Linked DNA regions of Canis lupus: region 1 is linked to region 2. Evidence: chromatin contacts called from public Hi-C data. All regions are on one chromosome and are shown on one strand. Each heading gives the region's core, a stretch centred on a gene start, on an enhancer-like site or on the middle of the called end of the contact. The rest is flanking DNA. Distances are from core to core; before and after follow the strand shown. Region 1 holds the start of C5H11orf65 (protein MFI). Region 2 holds the start of DDX10 (probable ATP-dependent RNA helicase DDX10).

Region 1 (6,094 bases), core at 3,133-5,632, 170 kb before region 2:
AGGAAAACAATGTTTTCTTTGTGAACTGTGTGATAATCAGCTTTAATAATTTTTAAGGACATCGTCCCCATTTCTATCATTAAAAGAAATAAATACAGAGGGTAACTTTGCCATTTGAGATTTATTGTCACTTTAAAAAATCATACCAAAATTTCAAATTTGAAATGTGAGAAAAAATAGAAAAAATAATTATATTGAATTTTGAAACATACTAGTCACCTTAATTCATTACTCATTTTCCTGTCCATGTTCTTTTTCACTGGTCAAAATACAGATTGTAGTTATTTGGTTGTTCATAAATAACCACAGAATCAGAGCAATATTTGAATGGCATTAGAAGAATGTGTAAATATCATTCCTCATTTAATATCTCATTATTATTTAAAGTCCAAAATTATTCATACTGTCTAGATTTAGTTACTTTAGAAGTTATTATATAAATGACACACATTCTTATAGTGAAAATTTCAAGTATAGAACAAGAGAGTAAAAGTTGAAAATCCTCCATCTCCATTTCTTCTAGACAAATCCTCTTTTCAAAGGTTATTTTTATCTGTTAATAGATGTGTGACTCTTCCAGATCTTTTGTTATATTTATTTACATTTTAACTATATATACACATGTACATCCATATATATGTATACACACATACCCCACAGTCTGTTTGCATTGGTGTGATGAAACTATACATATTTTCTGCTTTCTTTACTTAACAGCATCTATTGGAGGCTTTTCCATGTTAAGACATACAGATCTCCCTCACTCTTTATAGTTGCACAGTATTCCTGAATATATCATAATTTATTTGTTCTTTAGAAGTAAACACTTGGATTGTTTCTATTTTTTGCTGTAACCATTACAAAATGAATATCTGTATGCATATATTTGGGTACATGTACAACCATTTCTGTTGGATAGATTTTTAGAAATGGAACTGCTGTGCCCACAGGCATGCACAGTATATATTTATTTGCTTTGAGTTTCTCCTGAAGGCGATACAAGTAACCACCAACAGTGAGTGCCTCTGGAGAAGGACTGAGATTAAGGGACCTGGATTTAGAATATGAAGGTGGTTTTATTCCCATACACTCTTTCATACTGTGTGATTTTAGTTTTATGATATGCACATAGTTCAGTTACACGTATGCATTTACAAAAGGAAAGGGTGGGTGCATGGGTGGCTCAGTGGGTTAAGTGTCTCTTGATTCTGGTTCAGGTCATGATTTCTGAGTCATGAGATCGAGGCTGGCATGCTCAGCAAAGTGTCTGCTTGAGATTCTCTCTCTCCCTCTCCCTCTCCCCCTGCTCGCTCTCTCTCAAATAATCTTTATTTATTTATTTTAAAAATATTTTATTTATTTACTCATGAGAGGCACAGAGAGAGAGAGAGGCAGAGACACAGGAAGAGGGAGAAGCAGGCTCCATGTAGGGAGCCCGACATGGGACTCGATCCCAGGTCTCCAGGATCACGTCCTGGGCTGAAGGCGGCACTAAACTGCTGAGCCACCCAGGCTGCCCTCTCTCAAATAATCTTTAAAAGAAAAAAGAATAAAAAATAAAAAAGGAATGGAGTATGCACATTAAAATTTCGACACTGCCATACTGTCCTCAGAAACACTGATCAATTTACACCTATAAACAATCTATGAGAGTACTTAATTTCTAGGTTTAACAAAAATGAAAAACTAAACACAAATGGGACACAAGGGCTATTTTAGGTCTATTAGTATTCTAATAATTAAATTTATTATCTGTTATCAATGCTCAGTGATTTAAGGTATAAAGTGACATATGTAGGTGTGTGCACACGTGTTTATCTATGTATGTATGAATATGAATGTTAACAGTGGTGACAGAACTAAGGAGGAATTTTAAATGTTTATTCTGCTTACTTCTATAACAGATGTATATACTTGAATAATAAGAAGAGTTTTTAAAAATTTGTCATCAGCAGGACAACTCATTGCAGGCTTGACCCAAAAGCGAGAAGTAAGTAGGACAAAAGGGGTTGGATCTCTAAAAGTTGTGCTACTCTGAGTGTGGTTCATAGACCTGTACTAGTGTCCAAATTGCATGTTACCAGATGAAATGAAGAAATTAAGAATAGTCACAAAGTTTTATAGCAATCTGACACTGCTGTGGTACACAAACACACCATCAATGGGCTTATGGTTTGCAAGGTCCATCTTTGTTATTTGTTTTCCTTTCTCTAGCAATTCACTTTTTACAAAAGTAATGGCTTACAACTTTTTAAAAGGTTCCTTACCACTAATAATTCTCTAAAGTTTAGTCTTAGTGTCAGGTCCAGGAGGGACACTCAGCAGGTTTTCTACTGAACATTCCAGAAATCAACATCTGTACACCAATACTCAATACCCCTTTACCTGTATCAGACATCACTTGTAAGGATCTTAATCTTGCTTGAGTTCTTACTCTTGATTTCAGTCTCCTTGCTTGGATGGGGCTTAGTAGGATCTTAGTAAGGGTCTTAATCTAATCCACTAATAACTACATCTAAAAGAAATCAAGAAAAAATAGAATAACATGTTATTTAAAATATGGAGGTAAATATTTAAAATTTAAAGAGGAGGGGTGGCAATGCAGGCCTGGCTGGCTTGGTTAGTAAAGCACATGACTTTTAATCTCAGGGTTGTGAGCTTAACTCCCACACTGGACATGGAGCCTACTTAAAATTAGTAAGATAAAATAAAATATGGAGGTAAAAACCCAAAGAAATGGATGTGCAATAAAGAAGATAAAAACAGAATAATGGGACAAAGAATGATCAGGGTTCTTTTAGTGCAAGTAGTCAGGGAAGGACCCTCTACTGTGAAGACATTAATTATTTTCGTGATGCAAAGAAGCAACTACAGGAAAACTGTAGATGAGAGTTCCAGGCACAGGAAATAGAATATAAAAAATGCCCTGAGGGACGCCTGGGTGGCTCAGTGGTTGAGCATCTGTCTTCGGCTCTGGGCGTGATCCCAGATTCCTGGGATCGAGTCCTGCATTGGGCTCCCTGCATGGAGCCTGCTTCTCCCTCTGCCTGTGTCTCTGCCTCTCTGTGTCTCTTATGAATAAATAAAATCTTAAAAAAAATAAAAAATAAAATAAAAAACGCCCCGAAAGCTTGGTGTGTTCAAGTGACTGTAAGAAAAAAAAAAAAATCAGTGTTACTGGAGCTTAGAAAAGAGGCAGAAGTGTGGAAAGAAGGTCAAATAGGTGGCAGGAGCCATACTATCCTTGTATGGGAAATTGAAACTTCTGGTTTGGATGGTGTCCCATAGCTAGCTTGTATTAGCTGAGAGGAACCAAAATATAAATTTTCAAGAATTTTGTAAGCTGGTTTATAAACACAGTGAACTAAAAATATTTAAACTTACAATTAAACTTCATCTTGTCACTTCACAAATTTATCACCCTTTGTTAAAATGGTATGTAAAACCCTGCATCTAACCTCCTTTTTTGGATTAATTGCTTTTCTTTTTTCTTTTCTTTTTCTTCTTTCTTTCTTTTCCTTTCTTTCTTTCTTTCTTTCTTTCTTTCTTTCTTTCTTTCTTTCTTTCTTTCTTTCTTTCTTTCTTTCTTTCTCTTTCTTTCTTCTTTCTTTCTTTCTCTTTTTTTCTTTTTTTTTTAAGATTTTATTTATTTTGAGAGAGTGCAAACGAGTACAGAGCACAAGCCCATGGAGGCTCAGTCCCACAACTCTGGGATCATGACCTGAGCCAAAATCCTCTTGGGTTTTACTGACTAAAACCAGCGTTTCATGACCTTTTCATCAGTTTTGTGATTTAGCTCTTCCTTCTTTGTTGCGGGCCTTTATACGGAGGGCGGAGGGAGGCAAACGACAACACTGCACAAGGACGCTTTCCCCTTTCCCAGCTCTACATAACGCAATGAAAGCGAACGAACACCAGGTCGTGGGGGCGAACCGCTAAAAAAAGTCCGGGTGGGGGCGGGGAGAAGGGGAGGTGGATCAACCAGTATTTCGCCCTCGGCCTCAAGGGGGCGCAGCCGTGTTTCCGGGGGGCCGGGAGGCTGCAGGGCGAGCAGGGAGGGCGACCTGCCCCAGAGAGGGGGTTCGCGAGGGCGGCGCCGGAAACCGGGCGCTGCAGGGACACCAAGCGTTTTTAAGGGGGCGGCTGGGGCGCGGGAGTCAAGGGCAGGGGGCCTTCAGGGCTAGAGAAGGGTAGGCTCAGACCGGGCGCTCTGGAGGCGAGCAGGCAGGACGGCTGTGGTACCCGCGGAGAGGGAGGGGCCACCATCGCCTTCACCTATTAATCGCTGCTGTGAGAGACGCTCCGGACTCCTGGCTAACACCGCGGTCGGAAGTGACGCGACTCTACTTCCGTTCTGGCCCGCCTCGAGGCCCCGCCGCCGGCCCCGCCCCTTGGCCCCCAGCCCCGCCCTTCCCTCACCCCGACCTCGCTGTCCCAGTGTCCAGGAGATGCCAAACGCAAAGCCGTGAGGACGTGGAACCTGTTAGCTCTCACCGCCATTGTTTTTTTGTTTTTGTTTTTTAAATTTATTTATGATAGGCAGAGACACAGGCAGGAGGAGAAGCAGGCTCCCAGCACCGGGAGCCCGACGTGGGACTCGATCCCGGGTCTCCAGGATACCACCCCCCCCCCCCCCCCCCGCCATTGTTAAACGGCTTTGAGGCAAAGGATTTTGAAACGGAAGCTAACGTGAATTTCTGGAATTTGGGGCTAACCTTATTACAAAGCTGTTCATTTCCACCAAGGGCATTAAAGATGTGGGAGAAATACACATAATCTTTGATATTTAAGTAGTTCATTCATTCATAAATAAGAAAAACGGATCCTTTTAGCTATGTGGCAGCTCGTGCCCAGGATCAAAGAATAAGTGACAGGTGATTGTAGTCCAGTGCAATTTCTAAATTTAAACTCTTTAGTGGCTAAAGCCTAAACCAGTTTTGTTTCATTTTTTAAAATTGAGGTATAATAGACAGATACCATTAGTTTCAGGTGTACAATATAATGATGATATTACTTGTTTATATTGCCAAGTGGTCACTACAATAAACCTAGTTAATATCTGACACAATATGTAATTACAACTAAACCATTATAATGGCAACCTGAACCCGCTAAGACATCGCACTTCTTGTATTTTCACGTGAAATAAGAGAAAATAATGGTGCCAAGCCAAAATTTCTTCCCCCTCGCTTTTTAAAAAAAGATTTAATTTACTAATGAGAGACAGAGAGAGAGAGAGGCAGAGATATAGACGGAGGGCGGAGCAGGCTCCCTGTGGGGAGCCCTATGGGGGACTTGATCCCAGGACCCCGGGATCACAACCTGGGATCCTGAGCTGAGCTGAAGGCAGACAGACACGCAGTCACTGAACCACCCAGGCATCCCTCTTTCCCCTTAATGTTAGATTTCTACGTACTAGGGATTGAGTGGTAGTGATAGTAGTCTTGCTCCATTCATTCATGAAGACACAATAAAAGTTAGACCAAACCAATTAACAGAAATACAGAAGTATAGGTGGTTACGATCTTTTCTTTCTTTTCTCTTTTTTCTTTTCGGGCGACGGGAGGGAGTGATGGAGTGGCGGTAGGGAGGTTAGGGAGGATGGAGGGACGGGAGGGGAGGGAGGGGAGGGAGGGATAGAGGGGAGTGAAAGTGAGGGGATGTAGGTATTAGGTGCTTGATTTCTGTATGGAGGGAGTTACTTAGTAGGCGCTTCTTTCTCTTTCTTGCTTTCTGTCTTTGTGAGTGCTTTCGTTCTTTCGTGCATGGAGTTATTTATTTCTTTACTTTCTTGAGTGCTTTCTTCTTTCTTCTTGCTTTTTCTTTCTTTCTTTCTTTCTTTCTTTCTTTCTTTCTTTCTTGATTTACTTATTTGAGAAAAAGAAAGAGCATGTGTGCAACCAGGGGGAGGGGCAGAGGGAGAAAGAAAATCTAGAGCAGACTCCCCTGATCCTGGAGCATGGCCCTGAGATCATGATCTGAGCCAAAACCAAGAGTGGGAGGCTCAACCCACTATGCCACACAAGCGCCCCAGTGATTAACAATATTTCTTAAAAACAAAAAAATCTTTTACAATATTGTATTTAGAAAAATT
Region 2 (6,125 bases), core at 3,221-5,720:
ATTCCTTATCCCTTGTACATTCTTTAAACTTAATGGTATAAAATAAACCAAAATCCTTTTTTGGGCACTTTTGAAATTTTAATTCCATCCAAGAACTATAAATCTACCTTTTAGTTCATTGAAACACAGAAGGGTGTTGAAATATTAATTTTGAAATCATTATAAAATAGATTATATGAAAGTCCAGTTGAGGCCATCCTGTCACTAGTAGTTATTTAGAGGCAGTAAGCAAAGCTTTTTAAAACTAAATTATTGATATTTTTTACAGATAAGTTATCTAAATTTTTTTAAAAAAGATTTTATTTATTTATTCATGAGATACACACAGAGAGAGGCAGAGACACAGTCAGAGAGAGAAGTAGGATCCATGCAGGGAGCCCAATGCGCGACTCGACCTGGGTCCCCAGGATCATGCTCTAGGCGGAAGGCAGGTGCTCAATCGCTGAGCCACCCAGGCATCCTACGGATAAATTATCTAGATAAAAGTTAGAATGCTAGCCAGAGAAATACTTCATTTTTTTTAGCCTTTTTTTAAAAAAAGATTTTATTTATTCATGAAAGACACACAGAGAAAGAGAGGCACAGAGACACAGGCAGAGGGAGAAGCAGGCTCCTCACAGGGAGCCCAATGTGGGACTCAATCCTGGATCCCGGGATCATGGCCTGAGCTAAAGACAGATGCTCAACCACTGAGCCACCCAGGTGTCCCTCAAAGAAATACTTCGAAAACACCTGTATTTATATTTATTTCCTCAGTACTAATTTGGCATGACTCTTTTAGTGTGGACATTTTATATTATAAACCATTTTTATTGGGGCGCCTGAGTGGCTCAGTCGGTTAAGTGTTCAACTCTTGAATTTTGCTCAGGTCATGATCTCAGGGTTGTAGGATTGGAAACTGCCTTGGGTGTGGAGCCTACTTTAAGATTTTCTCTCTCCCTCTGCCCCTCCCCCATCTCACACTGGTGCACCTGTGTGTGCACATTACTCCTCTCAAAAAAAAAGCAAACTATTTTTATTTAAAATAGAACATACCTATAGAAAACTACATAAAATGGGTATAAAGCCTAATGGAATAAAAGTACTTAAGGCAAACATTTTTAAAACTACCACCTAGATCATAAATGCCCTCCATTCCCATCATTCTTTGAGCTCCTCTTTATTTTCTGGCACCTCAAGATATCCCGTACTGCTCTGCCCCAGCCCTAGAATTAGCTCTTTCTCCAAAGAGCTCTGATTCATTTGATTGGGAAAATGGTATCTGTAAACTGAGATTTGGGGGACAGTTGTATTCACTACTAGAGTATTATTGCTTTCTCAAACAAGATAGTCTTTTTAAAAAATTTACTTGTTTTTTTGTAGACAGAGAGAGAGAGTGAGAGAGCATGTGAGCAGGGAGAGGGGTAGAGGGAGAGAGAAAACAAACTCCCCATGGATTGGGGCCCAGACCTGGGGCTCAATCTCACAACCCTGAGATCATGACCTGAGTTCAAACCAAGAGTCAGACACCTAACTGACTGAGCCACCCAGGCACCCTTCAAACAAGATAATCTTATTAAAAATGTTTTAAAGTACAGAAAGAATATAGTGGTATTTTCACAGTTTTAGAGACATATGTAATGTAAAGAATTATGATGATAAACAGCAACTATGAAAAAAATTACAGTAGAAAATAACTGATGAATAATAGGAAGTAGGATATCAATGATGAGGAACAAATATTACACTTCCTCTGTCACTCCTTCAGCAAATTTTAGTATAGCTGCTCCCCCAATTGAAATTTTGCCTATGTCTGTAGTACTAGTACCAGGCATGTTTCCACATCCTTTTCAGCTCTTTAGGAGCTTTCTGAATACTTGTTAGTAATGGAGAACATAGATGTCACTATTAAAATGTTGGAGGGCAGCCTGAGTGGCTCAGTGGTTTAGCGCCATCTTCAGCCTAGGATGTGATCCTGGAGACCCAGGATCCAGTCCCACGTCGGGCCCCTTGCAGGGAGACTGCTTCTCCCTCTGCCTCTGTCTGCCTCTCTCTCTCTCTGTCCTTATGAATAAATAAATAAAATCTTAAAAAAAAATGTTGGAAAAACTAATGTTCTCAATGTCAAAACTGAAAGCCTGCCTAGGGATCGTTTCTACAGAATACAAGATAGTGGGGCAAATAAAAGTTGAAATCATCATAAAGGTGTCATTTTATGCAATCAAGATGTGAACTATTCATATTACAAATTATTTCATCCTAATGACTTCAGAATGTGAGAGTGAGTTCATTGTGATTAGACTTCAAATTTTCTATTATTTTATGTCAAAAATTTGATTTCCATTACAAACAAAATCATTTCTATTAAGAGTTCTATTCCATTCTCTGAATAGTTTTTGTTCTTTTTCATGGGTATAGCAATGCCTTATGTTTCTAAAAATATTAATTATTTCTTTGGAAGATTTCTTTTGCTTTCTGCATTGGTTTATTAGGTTTAGCTTCCAACATTTAAGTCAAAGAATTTCCTGAAACATTTGGTGGTTTTTATTACTCTTTCATATTTGAGTAGGGCTGATTAGAAATGACTAGTGCATGGGAGAGCTCATGAAGAGTGGGCTTCACTGAAGAGATGAGGCAGTTTAGCAACCTGCTATTTCTTTGGTGGTTGCATAAATGCTGTCAGGTCCAGGTCTGTCTCTTGGGCCATTTTTCCTAGGGATGACTTTTTCAGGTTTTTTTTTTTTTTTTTTTTTTTTTTTTTTTTTTCCGGAGGTATGTATACACCTAGCTGCTTTAGCTTTAGGAGGAGAGTAATAGAGCTGAGAGCCTCATTCATTGTATATAGATACTTAAAACAATTTTAAAAATTGTGATAAAATGAAATTTACCATTTAAACCATTTTTAGGTGTATCGTTCTGTGGCCATTAAGTACATTCCCATTGTTGTGCTACCAACCTCCAAAACTATTTTCATCCCACAAAACTGAAACTATATACTTATTAAGCAGTAACTTCCCATGTTCCTGTCAACCTCTATTCTATTTTCATTTCTGATTTTGACTCCCTAAATATCTCAGACAAGTGGATTCACACAGGACTTTTTGTGACTGGCTAATTTCACTCACCATGATGTCCTCAAGGTTCATCCACATTGCAGCATTGTCAGGATTTCTTTTGTTTTTAAGGCCTGATAGTATTCCAACATACCTACATAACACTTTTTGCTTATCCAGTATTCTTGGATGGACACATAGGCTGCTTTCACCTTTTAGATATTGGGAATAATGCTGTTATGAATACGGGTTTGTAAACATCTATTTCAGACCCTGCTTTCAATTCTTCTGTGTGTACATCCAGAAATAGAATTGTTGGATCATAGGGTCATTGTATCTTTAATTTTTTGTGGATGTATATAGAAACTTTTAAATAACTTCCCTTTATTGACCATTACCCTCCACCACATCTAGGGACCCTGGGTTTGAAGATTCCCTGGGTCACAGTCTCTGCTTCCCCAATCATCTTCTGTCTAGGGAATGGGCATGTGTTTGGGGGTAGTCATCTGGCTATATGGCACTGAAAAATAATATGAGGGCCTGAACAGCCTGCATGTGAACTTTGAGCCTAATCTCTTTCCCTGCCACAGCTCTGCCCTCATCTCTATCCAGTGTATACTAGTGGCCACTGCAGATAAATGTGTCAAAAAAACAATTCATTGGGCACCTGCGTGGCTCAGTTATTGAGCATCTGCCTGTGGCTCAGGTTTGATTCTGGGGTCCAGGGATCGAGTCCCACATCAGGATTCCTCGCTCAATGGGGAGTCTGCTTCTTCCTCTGCCTATGTCTCTGCCTCTCTTCTGTGTCTCTCATGAATAAATAAAATCTTAGCCTCCCCCCATTCATCGAAGGCCGATTCATGTAAATGGCCAACCTGCAAATAACTTTTCTTCCAATTCTTTATTTTTAGTTTTCATTTTGTCTTCATAACTGCATTTTAAGGCAAATTCAGTTCAATTCTGCTTGTTTCCTGCTGCTGCAGCGGAGTCTGAGGGGTCTGCAAAAACAGGGACATTAAGATATAGAACACTCATTTTTTTATTCCTGGGGCAGTATCCTGACTCAGATTCAACTTGGAAGTTATTAAATAGGTGTTTGAGCTTTGGGCAAGTGCGCGTGTGCGCGAGAGTGTGCATGAGTGCGTAAGCGCACGCTTTGCCAAGATTAAACCCAGGGCAAGCGCGCACTAACAACCCTGAAGCGAGTCGTGTGACGTCACCGTAGTAGCAGCAACCCGTGCGCATGCGCCCATTTAAAGAGCCGGCGCTCGCCAGGCGCCGCTAGCCCCGCCCCCTTCCTCAGATCGCTCCTCCTCCGTCTCCCCGCGGCTTGCCCGCTACGCCCTGCGGAATCCAAGTAGCCAATCAGCGTTCAGCCTTCGCTTGCCGTCAACGGCGCGTGCCCCGGTTTCAAAAGCTCGGGGGCGGGCTCCGGGTTCCGCGCACGCGCCGTCGCCTCTCTATCCCCACGCTGGTTCCGCGTCTCCTCACTGCGGACGGTGCGGCTGGCCTGAGGCTTCTGGTGTCCGGGGGAGGTCGGCTCTGTCGCCGCCGCTGCTGTTATGGGCAAAACTGCCGACTCTCGGGGGCCGGGCGGCCGGCCCGACCCGGTGCGGAGCTTCAACCGTTGGAAGAAGAAACACAGCCATAAGCAGAGCCAAAAGAAGCAGTTGAGGAAGCAGCTGAAGAAGCCCGAGTGGCAGGTGGAACGCGAGGCCATCAGCCGCCTCACGCAGAACTACGAGAAGGTGAGGCCGGGGGCGGCGCGGCGGGCGGGCCGCGGGGCTGCGCGTCCTCGCGGCGGTGGGAGACCTGTCATGGGTGGGCCGAAGGGGGGCTGGAGACGGGGTGGGGTGGGGTGACAGGTGCGGCCGGGCCCCCCAGCACAGTTGAGGCCCCACAGGTGGTCCGCCCGGCCCCGCGGACCAGGCTCTGGACCCTCCAGTCGCTCTTCTGCTCGCCGCCCTGCTCGGTAGAAAGGATGGGGCTGAAGTGGCTCTTTAAGAGCAAGGAGTTAGTGAAACGGGGTAATAACAGTGGTACTAACGGCAGTAGTCATACTGACGACACCTACGATTTCAGCCCCTCACCGTGTGCTTCACGTTAATTATTTGACCTGAACTGGGTCTGGGTCTTATTCCCATTTTGCAGGTGAGAGCGTGGAGGCTCCGAGAAGGTAACGTACTTGCTTTCAGCTCACATGTTAGTAGGTGGTGTGGGATTGCAGCCTAAATACCCGTGTCTTTCCAAGTCCAAAGCCTCACGCCGCATCTGCGTCCCTTCTTGTGCTTATTTTCTCTCCCTGATTCGTGTCCCCGTCCAGGAATTGGCACAGGAAAGCTGGGCTCCTGGTGTGTGCCTGGCACCTGCCATCCCCCATTGTACTCGATGTTCTGAATAGCCCTGTAGTTACCATTTTGACCTCTTGCGCCTCCCCCCCCCCCCCCCCCCCCCCCCCCCCCCCCGCAACCCGATGTGTTGGCCGACACCCACCTCACTCCCCTCTCAGTAATTGCCCCTTCTACTGCGGTGTAGTCAAGGATTTAATATGTGGGACGTTTCTGGAATTATAGTCATCAGGTGTCATGCTGGTATGGCTTTCCTTTAAAGGACCCTTAGGTCAACAAGATTAGATAGATAACCTTTGTCTTTGCTTAGGCTTTTGAGTTAAGGTAAATGATAATTTGATCCTGGCTTTTGGTCACCGGTTGAATGTGTGGGCAGGTTACTTACTCTCTCTGCTTCCCTTGTCTTATCTTTAAAAGGCATAGTAATACCTGTTTTATAAGTTGTTTGGAGAAGTTAGTGACTCTAAAGCTTATCTGCACAATGCCTGATACATATAAATATATTAGCTGTTACGTTATTACTACTATTGACATACGCACACCATTTTAAGAAACCATTGATTGCATTTTAGAGTCTTCTTTATCTAACCAGACTTGTTTAAGGGGTATGGTCCCAGCCTTTCTTCTCTTTTGTAATCCCAGTGCTTATTCTTGTGGGTTATTGGCTCCCTTTTGTATTCTACCCACAGCTCCTCTGAGTTCGTATTCTTTTTTTCCGATGGTGCTGTGGATGTCTTTACCTGTC

The links. Hi-C and Micro-C count contacts between places; a contact is called where the count stands out from the background.
Region 1: a Hi-C map of blood shows a contact between it and region 2, with 2.7 times the contacts expected there. The contact joins the promoter of C5H11orf65 here to the promoter of DDX10 in region 2. A contact is called at or near these places in 2 of 9 Hi-C or Micro-C datasets (both in blood).

What each region holds. Positions count from the first base shown.
Region 1 is chr5:24,141,754-24,147,847 of UU_Cfam_GSD_1.0, reverse strand. It overlaps C5H11orf65 (protein MFI), which reads right to left and starts at 4,382. Exons shown (of 10, transcript XM_038536274.1): 1 at 4,276-4,382; 2 at 2,386-2,515. The coding sequence starts at 2,398. POGLUT3 (protein O-glucosyltransferase 3) reads right to left here. Exons shown (of 8, transcript XM_038536271.1): 8 at 6,078-6,094.
Region 2 is chr5:23,972,522-23,978,646 of UU_Cfam_GSD_1.0, reverse strand. DDX10 (probable ATP-dependent RNA helicase DDX10) reads left to right here and starts at 4,470. Exons shown (of 15, transcript XM_038536261.1): 1 at 4,470-4,780. The coding sequence starts at 4,595.